Linked DNA regions of Mus musculus: region 2 is linked to region 1. The links are chromatin contacts, called in public Hi-C maps. All regions are on one chromosome and are shown on one strand. The core of a region is the stretch at or near the end of the contact, and the rest is flanking DNA. Distances in the headings are between cores, read along the strand shown. Region 1 overlaps Pde4d (phosphodiesterase 4D, cAMP specific). Region 2 holds the start of Gapt (Grb2-binding adaptor, transmembrane).

The links. A called contact is a pair of places that touch in the nucleus more often than the background predicts.
Region 2: a contact with region 1 is called in a Hi-C map of the N1E-115 cell line, with 7 times the contacts expected there. The contact joins the promoter of Gapt here to the enhancer-like site in region 1. A contact is called at or near these places in 1 of 39 promoter capture datasets (the 3T3-L1 cell line), 11 of 484 Hi-C or Micro-C datasets (B cells, the N1E-115 cell line, adipose-derived mesenchymal stem cells and 6 more) and 3 of 115 datasets of contacts at active chromatin or transcription factors (astrocytes, bone marrow-derived macrophages and embryonic stem cells).

Annotation. Positions count from the first base shown.
Region 1 is chr13:109,771,218-109,777,954 of GRCm38.p6, reverse strand. It overlaps Pde4d (phosphodiesterase 4D, cAMP specific), which reads right to left. Exons shown (of 17, transcript NM_011056.3): 7 at 5,275-5,324. Among named protein-coding and RNA genes, the nearest start is that of Mir1904, 130 kb to the left of the region's middle. Within about 2 kb of position 1,659, at least 125 of the 459 cell types and tissues checked have an H3K27ac peak or open chromatin away from gene starts, as enhancers often do. A contact at or near this core is called in B cells, the N1E-115 cell line, bone marrow-derived macrophages and 2 more, where this site is marked.
Region 2 is chr13:110,355,217-110,362,869 of GRCm38.p6, reverse strand. Gapt (Grb2-binding adaptor, transmembrane) reads left to right here and starts at 5,698. Exons shown (of 3, transcript NM_177713.3): 1 at 5,698-5,786. It overlaps Gm41058 (a long non-coding RNA gene), which reads right to left and starts at 4,426. Exons shown (of 3, transcript XR_873950.2): 1 at 4,258-4,426.

The DNA.
Region 1 (6,737 bases), core at 410-2,909:
AAAAAGTCAGAATACCTAGGCATTCATTATATATATATATATATATATATATATATATAATTGTATATTATATATATATCAAATGTATAAGCAAAGGCCACCAAACAGCCTGTCTATAATCGTGAGCATGTGTAATCTTTATTAAATTTTCATTAAAGTTATTAAGCATGAAGCATCAGCAACATTTCAGGCACACCCAGAAAGAGCCCACTGAGCACTCCTCTGGAGTGACAGGTCCCTTGGCACTAGATTTTCTCTTACTACAGGACAATTTAAAAGGTGATACCAGAAAGCCAGTGATGAGGGGGCGGGGTTTCTCTGAAGATGGCTCGCTCTGCTGTGATCCTTATGCACTTTGCAGTTCATTGTCTCCTCAGCACCCAAGACGCTCTTACACAGGGATCTCATTTCTTGAAGGAAGCCCCACCATATATTATTTTAAATACATGTGAATATATAATATAGTATATTTTAATAAATAATATATCCTACTCTTTTTATCACGTATATGCATGGGACACAGAGACTAAAAAAGATCTAAATAATTACTAGTATCATTACTATCACACAAAAAAACAAAAAAACCCTACAACTTGGCTCCTTTTCTTTAATAAGGTGAAAGTGCTTAAGCAAATGGCCCACATCCTAAGAGAAACCATTGTTCTCTTAAATACCTTGGGTTGGTTGTGCTAACAACTTGTCAAGTAGACCTTCAGTTTTGCTTTATCCTTCAGAACAATGACAGCTGAAGACCGAGTTTCTTCCCGCTGTGTTTTGACTAACTAGCATTTGGATACTTCACTTTTAATCCTCGGGCTTCCTGACTGACAGAATTCTATTCAGAGTAAACATTCTTTTCTTGATGGGATCAAGAGCATCCAGGTTAAAATAGTTCTAAGTGGAATGGCCAGTGTTTTTTCTGGACCAGAACTCTGTGTACATGGCTTTCTGCCTGTCACTTTTCCTGTCCCCTCTACAGGGACAGAGGGAGTGTGTTGTTTTGATATAAGACCTTAGAGACAAAAGCAAAAGCCATTGTTTTAGGCTGGCTATCCCCCTACCTCTAGAATCACTACTAGATGTTATTCAAATAGCTCTAAATATGAAGGCATTTCCAGTGAGATATTGGCCCAAGACATTTTTGTGATTTTTAAGTCCATAATAGTCTAAAGCTACCTGCTACTCAGAAATTAACATTCTTTCATATTCCCTGTGGTGTCTTGTAAGCATACATTTCTTTAAACTTACTATTCTATCTAGTGTTTGCTTGTTTATGGTTGGGGGTCAGGGTTTAAGGCTTGGGCTCAGAGCAAGGATGAGGAGTTATTCCCAGTTCAGCCACAAAGTAGTGTTTTCTCTCAGCAGCCTTGGTTTTTCTCACATTTCCAATAAAGACATCCAAATAGATTTCCTTTGAGGTTTGTTGCTGCATGAAAATTCTCAATTGAATATGATTACATAAAGAAGATGATAATAGTAAACTTAAGAAGCGTAGTGCAGGTGATATTGAGGATGACAAGGTTCTGAGAGGTGGCTGCACTGCAGTTAACTTTCTTAACCTTGGTTTAAAATGAAAGGAACGTTCAAAAGTACTTTCTGTCCCGTCATCATGACTTGGTCCCCACACTCTCAGAGCTTGGGCATTTTTGCCTCTCTGCTGCCCTCTACTGGCCCCACATCCTCTTTGCTTCTGCTACGAGTAACTGGCTCCGGACCTAGGTTATACGTGATACAGGAAGCATTGAAAATGTGTGGGTGTTACCGCCTGGAACAAAAGCATCCCGAGACGTTCGGAGTGAGAAATGACAGAAGGCCACCGCAATCCTCTGTAACCTCCACTCTCCCGTGCCAAAACAGGGGTTAGGAACAAATGGGAAGCGAGGGGACAGAACTGCCCAACGGAATACTTGGGGAGCCACTTATGACCTGATGACCGGCCTTTACCCTTTCTGTAACTTATCTGCTTGCATTCTTGCAACGGTTCTGAGTGGCAGGTACTCATATCTCTGTTCTCTAGTTAGAAATTAAAGCTGGAGAGAATTGGGGTTCACCCTTGCAGGTTTTATCTGAAAGTGTCCCCACTGGCTTTGCAACAAAACAAAACAAACAAATAGACAAAAACTCCTTTCCACCCCTCCCAGGACGTGATCGTAAGGATAGATGAGCCCCAAGCGATGTGTCATCTTTTCTGGGTATCTCAAATCTCAGACAGTCAAGTATCAAGTCTCAACACCAGGATCATCACTGTTCTTGTTGGTAGCTTTTAGGTTTTTCAAGCGTACTTGTTTTTCTAGATTACTGAGAAAAGAGGCCTTTTCCCTGCCCATGTTCCCACCTCGGTTTGCAAAGCTTGGGAAGTAAATGAGACTTTCGTCAGTGGTGTGTGTGTGTGTGTGTGTGTGTGTGTGTGTGTGTGTGTGTGTGTGTTGTCTACAGTGGTCTGTAACAACGCAGCTGCTCTAAGCAGTTAATGACAGCTAATTAGTTTGCCATTCTAGATAAGCCCCAGGTCACAAACTAGTAAGAGGTACAAATGAGGCCTTCTTCACCATAATTGCCTAATTCCAGCAGATAATGATTTCCTCTCAGTGTTATGTAAAAATTGCAGAGACAACCCAGGGACTGCTTCAGTTCTGTGACCTTGAGTGAATAGACTCTCCCTTGAGTTTGGTTTGGGCACCGGCAAAGTGCTGTGGGGGAGGGGAGGTACACTGACCACGGAGAAACCAAGATTGCTTGTTGGTCACGAATCATTCCACCAGTATCCTACATTGTTTTTTTTTTGGGGGGGGGGGAGATGGTCGCCCTACCTACAAGGTAGATACAAGTACCCTCAAGGCAAAAGCATCAGAGAAGAAAAGAACATTGCCTTCTACTCGCCCCCCCCCCACTATGATTTGCCTATTGTGCACGAAGGGGGTGGGGGAAGCTCCTCTCCAGAGGGCTGCACTGTGTGTCTGAGCAAGGGTCTCGGGTTCCATGGAGTTGCGCTCACTAAGAACTCCATGCATGTGCTCACAAAATATGCCCTCAGCACCCCCAGGAAGTAGCACAGAAAAGAGGGACCCATTCCACCCGTCCATCTTTGTTTCGCCCTTTATACTGAATCTGAGTTTCTAAACAAACCAAAACAACAAGAACAGAAAACAAAGAAACAAATAAAGCGAAATGAAACAAAACAAACAAAACAAAACAAAACAAAACAAAACAACAACAAACAATTTGTTCCTTGGAGAATTCATTTTAGTAGGGAGGAATTTCTACTATTATTCTTTTGATGACAATCAAGACCCAAAGTGGTGGACTGTACACATAATAAGCCAGGACCTTGTGACATCATCATAAGCAGATGAGACAGAGAGAACCAATAGCTTAATAGTTATTAAAATGTGACCCCCCCACACACACTTGATGGAATTCTCAAGGAAGAAAACATCCGTTTTTTTCAGAATCATCTGCAATGTGGTGACCACAGATAGAGCCAGCCAGCACATTGGTCAATACATGCTCATTTTTCCATAAAGTATATTCACTGAAAATCATGTAAGGGCCTCCTCTTCCTCTTCCTCCTCCTCGTCCTCCTCCTCCTCGTCCTCCTCCTCCCCCTCTTCCTTCTCATCCTTCCTCCTCCTCCTCCTTCCTCCTCCTTCCTCCTCTTCCTCCTCTTCCTCCTCCTCCTCCCCCCCTTTCCTCAGATTATGGACAGGGGTTTAAAGAAGATACTTGAACCAAAAAATTGGTCTAACTTGGAGAATGTGCTAATTTTCTTCTGGTAGTAATTTTAGAAATCATAGGTTTTCTTTCCAGGCAATTATTTTAATGAATCAATTGAGGTTTCAAGAAACAATTAAATGAGCTCAATTTGGTCGCAAGTTCAGCAAAATGAGATCATCCTCTGGCTTGGGTTCAGTTGAGGTCAACTCTCCTATCGAACACGGACTAATAGGATAGGGATCGTTTTCTTTTTATGTTCTTTACTTCCGCTGTATTTTCGCCCCAATATCTGTGGGAACTTTTCCTGTGTGTGTGTGAGTGTTAGTATAAGCATGCATGTGAGTGTGTAGATATATATGCATGTGACACCAGACATCAATGTCTGGTATCTCTGTTAACTATTCTCCATCTGATAGCTTTAGATACGGTCTCCCTCACTGGGACCCTGGGCTTCCTGACTGAGCTAGGCTGGCAGGCCAGTAAGCCCTAATAGCACCCTATTTTAGGCACTGCTCAGGCACTAAGGTCATAGGTGTTCCGTGCCACACCCAGAGTTTTATGCAAATACTGGAGTCCTTCTGCTTGTGTGACAACACTTTATGAACTTCATTTCCTGGGCCCTGGGTCTAGTTCTAAATGAATATATATATTCATTTATACATGTGGAAGTCAGAAGTCAACTTATGAGAGTTGGTTCTATTTCCACCAAATGGGTACTGGGGGTTTGAACTCAGGTTTAGGCTTAGAAACAATCACCTTTACCTGTTGAACCTTACTGCTAGCCCCAATTCTTCTTTTTCCTGGTTTTGTTTGTTTGTTTGTTTGTTTTTGAGACAGTTCTCATTACAATGCTTGGGATAACCTCAGACTTCCTTTGTAGTAGCCCAGGCTGGTCTTGAACTTGCCATCCTTCTCCCTTAGTCCTCCAAGTATGAGGTCTGTAAGTGCATGCCAGTATGTTTGGTTTTGCCATTCCCCTTTAAACTAAGCTATGTTGCATTCAGACAAGGTGGAGAAGGCTAACACAACAACAAAGATAATACCGTATGAGCAATGAACCTTGCTGATACAAGTGTCTACAACGATGTTAAACCAAACCCAAGCACAAAGTCACCTCTGTAAAATCATGGTACACCAGAAAATATTTCCCAAGGAATCGCAGAAGCGCAAATCACAGGAGACAGCATTTCTCAACCTGTGGATGGTGACCCCTTTGAAGGTTGAATGGCCCTTTTAGAGGGTCACCTTAGATCATCAGAAAACACAAATATTTATAACACGATTCATAACCGTAGCAAAAATTACAGTTAGGAAGCAGCAGTGAAAATAATATTATGGTTGGGGGGGGTACCACCACATGAGGGACTGTATTAAAGGGAAGCATTGTTAGGAGGGTTGAGAGCCAATGTATGAGACCAGTGACAACGAAGAAAGAGACAGTGAGAACTTCATTTCTTTAAAGTTTTAGAACCATAGCATAACCTGGGTGCTAAGAACAGAGCACAGCTCTAAGGCTTCATAAACAGACAGGAGACGAAGACGCTCCCACGGGTCTCTTACCTGTGATGGTGGCTTTGTTGATGGATGGTTGGTTGCACATGGGTGATCTTCTGGCAAAGAAAGAAAACACAAAGCGGTAAATGTCGGTGCTTTTTGACTTCAGTAACCTAAGTTGTTTTCCGTCTGCCATTCTAATTGAAAGAATTATTTTAAAGCTGTGACATGAACTCAATGACGTCACTCAGACTAGCCAGTAAGGTTCTTGGATGCCCCTTCACTGTAGCTCAGACTCCAGATTGGAAATGGGGGAGAAAGAAAAGAAAACAAGACAACTTAAATCTCATGGCTGGATCCCGGGAAAGGGGAGGACACTGGATTAAAAGGACAAACTTCACAGGCATGTGTCGGGAGAGGACATTCTTATTGTCTGGCTGTGTTCAACTCAGTTAAGGTATGCAGAACAAAATAGACTTTCTGAGAGTTAACATTTACTCAAGGTATAATAGTTTTCCCTGGTTCGGTATTAGAGACTGATTTCTGACGCATAGTCTCTTGATTTCTTGTACATTGCCAGGAGTGACTGATTCCTTCTAAACTACCGTGTAAATAGACACAGGATGTAAACAATTTTCCTTTCCACTTTGTTCATTATGAAGCATGTCTGGCATATCTGCCAGAGGAGTCTACTAATAGCATGTCTAAACTGCAGTGTCCTATAAAGCCATTGCACTTGAAGAGATGCCCTTTGTTATTCTTCACTGCTTTTTAGTTGTTTGACAGCTCCCACGAGATGATTGTAAACATCTTTAGGAATATGCCTGCTGTGCCAGTAGGCTGCATCCCCTATTAAAGCCAACACAATTGGTATAGTATTCATTGGGTCAGTGCTAACTAAATTGAGTTGAAAAGAAAAATCATTTAAGACATCCATTAAACGAGTTGGAAGTAGAAGTTTTTAAGGTTATCGCCAATACCTGGTGGCCTTCAAAGGCCAGAGATCTTTAAAAATCCTTCAAGAAACACTTATGTTGCAAGATGTCTGCAAAACCCCTAAGGTCTTTTTGGTGTGTGTGCATGCACACACATTCTTTTTCTAGTGGGTAGCCCTTACTAAGGACTTGCTGTGGCCAGGTCCTGTGCTGTGTATTTAAATCTCACTTAATCCTTATGACAAACTTCAAGGCAAGTGAACTGATTGTGTGTGTGTGTGTGTATGTATGTGTGTGTAATAAGTTTTGAGAAGTTGAACATTTTAGGGTATTGAAGCTGAGGTTTGAACTAGTACAGTGTGACACTAACATTACACTCTATGCTCTGCTGTCTTAACTATTAGGAATGTGTATGTGTGTGTGAGAGAGAGAGAGAGAGAAGGAGAGAGAGACAGAGAGACAGAGAGATCTGGACAGTCGCACATAGGTGCAGATTGTGGCTAGCCCTTTACATTTATCTTGCTGGAAAAATGTCTCCTACCTGAGCTTCAGGATACCTGGGGAAAGCCATCTAACATTATGTCTGCTTTGACA
Region 2 (7,653 bases), core at 4,449-6,948, 580 kb before region 1:
ATTATTCTAAACATCTCCCAAATAAATTGGAAGAATCAAACAATGACTACCTTGGAGTCTGTTATTAATTCTAGTCTATAGTAATATCATCAGAGGAACCTAAAGGTATGCTGAAGTTGTGTATAACTGTATGGCTTAGAAAGGTACACACAGTCTGAGGTAAGTTGATTCCTGCCTTAGAAATGTTGAGCTTGGCAACACAGTGTTTCATTCATGGATGAGTGAAGTGGCCCAACTTCTTTCCATATGCAATGGGTACCAAAGTTTTCAGTGCTCATTTATTTTCTTGACCAAGAGTAGAGGTGGGGAGGAGTAAATGGAAGAAGAGGTAGTGTTGTTCAAGTGGAGTCAAAGCCTCAAGTCCTCCTATCTGATCTGATAGCAGTTAAGAAAGCCTTAGATGAAGAAAGGGAGTCGGACTGGAAGGAAGTATATTTTAGACATAAAACCCAGTTTCAAGCATAGTCTCACTATAATGGCGGTTGTGTTGATGCACGGAATCAATACTCAGTGGTTGTTAAAGAAGCCGAGGGACCATGCATCCTGTGTTTTCCTATGGCTGAACAGACCGTGATGCACAGTAGTGCTTTGTAGCTGTGATGCTAATTGTTATAGGTTACATTACTACATGGCATCGTGGTTTTCGGTTATACATGAATTTTGGTGAATAGAAATCTCGAGGAAATCTCCCTATCTCAGTGAGAGCACATAGCCGTAATTCCAGGAAGTCGAAAGCCTTGCTTCAAGCTGGGCTTGAATCATCAACGACCCCCATCTGCCTCACCCACACAGCCTCACCAACTCCTAGACTCAGTAAGACCAGATTACTTAGAGTCCACCTAGTTCAAAGTCTACTGACAGCTTTCCAAAGTATTCCTCCGCTCAGTCTTGCAGAGCAATTTGTCAAAAAATACAATAAATAAATAAATAAATTCAATAAAAATATATCTGGATTGTCCTAAATTCTGTGTCTATTAAAATTTCTTTACTAGTTATTTCTGATATGTACTATACTTTTATATATACCACATTTGTAATATACTATGTATCTTAATATATACTATTATATATATATATACATACATATATATATAAATCTTTATATGTTATATAGAACATATAACCTTATACATAATAAGTATATACAATTGTATATATTTAAATATATATCTGAAAACAATTGTCTTGTATATAAGGTTCACAATCTTCAGTGTTGATTAACCACCATGAAGATGGGGGTGTGTGACGTCTCCAGGGAAGCCCTTTTGTATTGGCTTCCAAGTCTATAGACCCTTGAGAACTTCTGACTCTGCTCATCACACACTTGTAGACAGTTGCATGTGTTTGGGGTTTCATATCCATGGAGCCACACAGTATGCACTTTTATGTATGTGGCTTCTTTAATCCCACAGTATGACAGTCCACAATGCCCATACATATTAGTGGCTTGCTTATTTGGGGGCTGTATTCAACTCATTTTTATGAATCTCCAATGCTTTTTTCCTCTGATTTTTCCTGCTGTTGGACTTATAGACTGTTGCTATCTTGAGGCATTATGACTACAACTGCTATATGAGGAAGTAACATTGTCCACTCTAGAGCATACGACTAGGAGTAGAATTTGTGCCTTTTACTTCATTGGGTTTTTATTTGTCTTCCTTCTTAGCTGTGGGACATAGTCTAGCATTTGTAAGTCTACAAAACCAAAATACCGTGTGCCTTTAAGTCTGAGTGAGTGGCAGATTCCACAGCTTTTAGTTGTCTATTAGCATAGAAACACCCCCCAACGCTCATTCTTCAGGGTCCTTTGAACTTAATTTATCATCTGTAATTTCTGTGGCTAGGTGTTTATATCAGGTTAGATTTCTACAATTCCTGCCCCCCCAAGAAAAACCCCCCAAAATTGAAATAATTTAACAAATTGAAACTTCCATATACAAGTTAAGGAATTTCAGATTAGATTTTTTAGAAAGATTATAGAAGGGTGGGAATGCTCTACCCCACCTCTTTCCCACAACATATCCTGCACCAAAGGGGGAAACACCTCAAGGAGAGCAATTGTTCTCAGCTCCATGGTAGTAAAATCAAACCAACAAACAACATGGCGGCTTTCATTTGTGATCTATGTAAGTAGTTAAAATTGTCAACATATCAAATACTGGCAATGGGGAGAAAAAAGAGGGATCTCTCATGTATTGCTAGGCTCTGTGTATAAATGGTATATATGCCATAGTAGCAGCCATTTGGGATTCAGTAGGACTACAAGTGTTCATACTCAGGGATTCAAAGCTTCCATTTACAAGCTTGTCCTAAAGAAATTCTCCTTAATATTTCCAAGGATGTGGAATGCAGCCGCCAGTTAGGAGAAGCATCTGTAATTCTTTAATTCATGTAAAATGATGCTTGGAAAGGCTGTGGTAGAGAATGGAAAAGTAGAAAAAGGCCCAGACTAAATAAATGCAGTTGACCCTTTGTGTCTGCACAACCTGCACGTGAGCAGCCACAAGTTTCTACTTCCTGAGCTGGAGTCTAAAGTACACAGGTCTGTGCCTCATTCAGATGGGGGGTGGTATTAAATCAGTAATAACCATGTGTTTATTTGTTTGTTTGTTTGTTTTTGTTTGGTACACAGGCGGTACATAGTAATGGAAGCAATGCCAAACACGACAGAAAAGTATAAGATAATTTTAAAGAAACCTCTGACTAAACACTCTGTAAGATATTGCTCTCCCAGTTCCCATGCCCATGAGGTACTTCAATATTGCTCTTATCTGCAGATAACAATGAGTACTCCAGGTGTAATGGAGCAGCCTCGTCGGAATCCTAGGAATTCACTCTTGAAACCTCCATCAGTGATTCTGACAGACTTTCAGATTTGAAGACATTCCCACACCAAAAACTATCTTCCAGTGAAACCTGTCCTGTACGTGCAGAGAATCGTCCATTTTAATTTTGCCTGTTGTTACTGGCATGGGTTTGTTTGGCTTCAATCCATCCATGCCTTTTCCTCCCAGCTTCACTTACACGCTTCTTCACTTTAATTTTTTCATGACTTTTTCCACACGCGTGGTAAAATTTTACTGATTAGAAGACTGTATTAGCAATCTGGTATTAACAATCTGATTACTTTGTGGATTAACCACATAAGCCTATATACAAAAAGTAATTTGCTGGCTAAGTATGCTACCTTTACCAGACCATGTAATGCTTTATTTCAAGACATAGATTCCTGGACTATCTGTAGCAAATAACATGAAGCTTTCGAACCCTTTATGGAATGTCAAGGACAATTTCATGAATATGACAAATATTCAAAATTTACATACATAATTATGTGCCCCTGCCTACTCAGTTCAAGCATTTAAAAAATCCCACTGTTAAAAGAAATCAATATTTGATATAAAGAAAATTGCTACCATCAATCTATATGGGAGAAATGTACTTGAATAATTGTCCAGTCTAGATTATAGTGAAGATCAATAAATTACGTCCCAAGTTTTAGACTACCCAAACCATAGGATGGCAAAAAGGAAAGAAAGAAAGAAAGAAAGAGAGAGAGAGAGAGAGAGAGAGAGAGAGGGAGGGAGGGAGGGAGGGAGGGAGGGAGGGAGGGAGAGAGAGAGGGAGAGAGAGAGAGAGAGAGAGAAAGAAAGGAAGGAAGGAAGGAAGGAAGGAAGGAAGGAAGGAAGGAAGGAAGGAAGGAAGCAGGAAATGAAAATGACCAAAATAAGCTTAGATGCAGCTGTTGTGGTTAAAAGAAAAGAGGTTGGGAAGAAAAGCAAGGGGTATCTTGCTACACTAAAGACTGGGAGTTAAGAAAACACAGTTTAAAACTGCACCTAAGCCATAAAAACAATAGTTACATAACAACTCAATTTTTAACAGAAACATTGTTTCCTCCATAATCTTGAAGATAAATTCTGCTACTTAAAAAAGGTTCCTATTTGAGGTAAGAGCCAGGTAACTGCCCTCTGATTTCTTAGTCCTTAATACATTTCAAGAGGAGTTAGTTAGTTTGCCTTAGTTGCACTTTTAGAGGAGACTATATACATTCACACAAATGTGTGTTCATCTGTTTGTATGTGCATCTATGCACGCACATGTGCATATTTATGTGGGCATGTGTGAGTGTGTGCCCGTGCATGTGCATGTGTGTGTGTGTGTGTGTGTGTGTGTGTGTGTGTGTGTGAGAGAGAGAGAGAGAGAGAGAGAGAGAGAGAGAGTGAGAGAGAGAGAGAGAGAGAGGTCAGCTCATACCTTACTGCATTTAAGTGCATCAGGAAAAGTGGCTCACTTGCTGCTCTCCCAGCTTCCCTGCCCCACCGGATTACTCTTGCCTTAGTAAACTCTTCTCATGCCCACTAACTTGGTTTCAGGCTTTCATTTCCTGTCCACTGAGAGCCGTGCATCTGTCTTCCTGCTCTTTGTTGTTCTCTAGAACTGTATATTTCTTTGCCTTCCTTCTAAGGTCTTAAATGTTGTGTGGGCCCAGTGGCTTCTCCTTCTTTGGGTCTCAGGAGCTTCAGGGCGTGTATTCACTGCTCCATCCCCGTAGCTCTGGCAATTTAATTTAGAACCTTACACACGCCTCTAATCTATATCCCTGGCCTCCCTCTTCTTTTAAACCAGTTTATACAAGGTTAATCCTATTTGATCAAAGGAGTTCTGACACAGTCTAAAAGGCAATATTTCCGTGACTATTTCTACATCATCTATCTAACTCACTTAGTATCTGTTCGATTCAGCAGTTCTCCCCACCGCCCCCTTCCATGGGGCTGGCTCTTAGAGATGATAAGACAGAAAGATTCTATGTGGAAGCTTGACAGGCAGTCCATTACATGACGAACAGTGGTTCTTCTCACAGCGCTGGGTCCATGTCTCTGGGGAGTAGACATTCTACCGCTGTGCTTCTGCCTATAAACTAAGATTAATGGTGGCATTTCTCCTCTAAGAATTTCTTGGGTATTACACTAAAGGCTTATGATACCTAGTGTTAGGAATGAACTAACTACTCTTACTTAACAAAATAAAGCATTTTTTTTCTTTCTTGCTGGATTTAGTTTGCTTTCTATCAGATTTCTGCCAATCTGTAACATCCCTATGTGCTAGTGAGTCTCCTAATAAAAGATACTTGACAAGTTTACCTCATGAAAATCAGTCAAATAGTATACCAGAGTAGTATGCCTCAGGACGTTCTTTGGGAAACCTTTATTTAATGAATGTGATGGTGATGATGGTATCAATAACAATTACAACAACATAATAAACACATTCTGAACCAACATACGGGCACTAGTTCAGCAGATATTTAATTTTAGGGTTGTGCATTGTAGCTTCATATTTAAATATGGATTGTTCCACCAATCACAAAGCAAAGAAACAAAAATACTCAAGGCCTATGTTATTATGAGTTTTAAAACCTCTTTGAAGAAAACAAACTACATGATTGATTCTAAAGTGAACATGGTAAAATTGTTCAAAAAAGAAAAATCATCTAGGTTTGACATATTAATGAAATATACACTTCAAAAAGTTCCACCTACAAAGAGGGAGGGTCATTTATAATTCTGCAGTATCTGACGGCAACTTCCTCACGAACCAGGAAACTTTGCAAGTATTAAATACACTGAAGGGAGGAGGAGCCAAAGAAGGAAGTAAGTGACCAGAATGAAAAGAGGAACCATTCTCAGCTGAAGAAAGTTTGATGAAAAGTGACAGACAGAGTTGGACACTCCCAGGCTTCATGTGAGTCCAACTGATGGAAAGTTTTTGGGTAATGGAAAAAGGTAAGAAATGGATTCATGTGTAACCAAGTAGTGACATTTTGTTACTTCAAAACAACTTGTTTGGTGGTGGTGGTGGTGGTGATGGTGGTGGTGGTGGTGGTGGTGGTGTGTGTGTGTGTGTGTGTGTGTGTGTGTGTGTGTGTGTGTGTGTGTTAATGGATGATTCGGGCTCAGTCATAGTGGAGAAAACAATTTGCACGTTGCTGGTGAGGTTGGACCATGCTACACTAATCAGCCCTTTCCTGTGCCTGCCATTCTACCTGAAGGAAGTGTGCTGTCTGCTTTGCAAGGTCTACTCTAGGAAGAACTTGTGATCTGAAGACAAGTGAATAATTTTTGGTTAGTTTGCAGAAACTGTTGCTTTCCAAAGTGAGAAGAGCTTCCAAGCTGGGCAGAGCAAGTCTCATGTAGGCGTTATACTAGGGCATTTCATTACTGTTGTGATTTTTATACTAAACGATGTCTGCTCTGCATAGAACTAAGATAAATTCTTTCAGAAACAAAGAGGGAGCCTTTTGCTTCTCTGACCCTGCCCAGGGGACAGCAGCCAATCATGCAGAAAGTCCCATTCTGTTCTCTTGGAGGCCTAGCACATTCGAAAACAGATTCAGTGAAATTTCCTCTGGAAATGCATCTCACACATTCTGGATAGGGTGTGTGCAATTATTTATGCTACAACATATTAAGATCCATTCTCATTTGCCCATAAAGGAAACGAGGCTTTTATTTATAGAAATCATTAGGCAAATATCTGTATGTAGCCTTTGTATCATGTCTGCCCTTGTAAGAGTGAGAGGACTTCATCATCTATAGCTCTATTAATTTTAAGCTGGTAGATATGATAGTGTACTTTGTTATGACTTTTCATGCCTACATCATTACGTCTTGCTCATAATTGCTTACGCTTACTGACTACCACCATTCTGTATGCTATCTTTATCATTTTAACTGTAGACAATAAAATGTGCTGGTTTTGACACAGGGTGTCATTCTGTATCCCATCTAGCCTCGGCTTCCCTGTACCAGGATTGCACAGGCACGAGCCCTTATGAACAGCTCAGACTGTTAACACTACATGGTGACTAGATAATTCTATGCTCAGCCATGCTGTATCAACAACCCTCCAGGACCCCAAGGAATTTGAGAGATATATGGATTGGAGGTGTTTGTCCCTAAATAGTTATCAAAGAGAGTTTATTATAAGCAAGCTACACGCTATGCTCCATTTGTTCATATAAAATGCAAAACTGAACCTTTTTGCCTTGGTATAATCTGACCTTGAACAGATTTCTAAGAGGTCGGCATTAGAAATGTGCCCTCACTGAGGGCAGGGAACTGCTTTGTGGGTTTTTCCTTGCTGTTCATTGTTGTTAGTATGGCTAGGAATGAATCCCTCTGTCTATTAGCAGATATTTAGTGTACTAGATCTCCTGTGCTTAGTCCCAGTGCCAGTGTCTAGGAGATAAATACAGCTTACTCGTTGCTAGGGAGTTATTATCTAGAATCCTCCATTTCATCTTCTGTAAGGTGAGGATAGCAATAGCATCCCACATGAATGCTCTAGGGTTAAGTGTGACAATCTACAGGAAAGTGACTGAAATCTGATTTAAGATATGCCCCTAATTAAATATGATTGTTGGTGATGCTCAGTAGACAATGGTAAGAAGTATTATAGTCACTGTTAAACATATTGAACATATGGGCTGTCACTATTCCTGTGTCTCACTTGAAACATATAATAAGAATACTTGGTGGATATAATCGCAGTAGAAAATTCTGTCTGATGGAATACTTTGTGTCACCTTCCTTGATACTTTAAAGGTTCAAGGGAACACTTCAAACATCACCTCAACTAAGTGAAAATCAT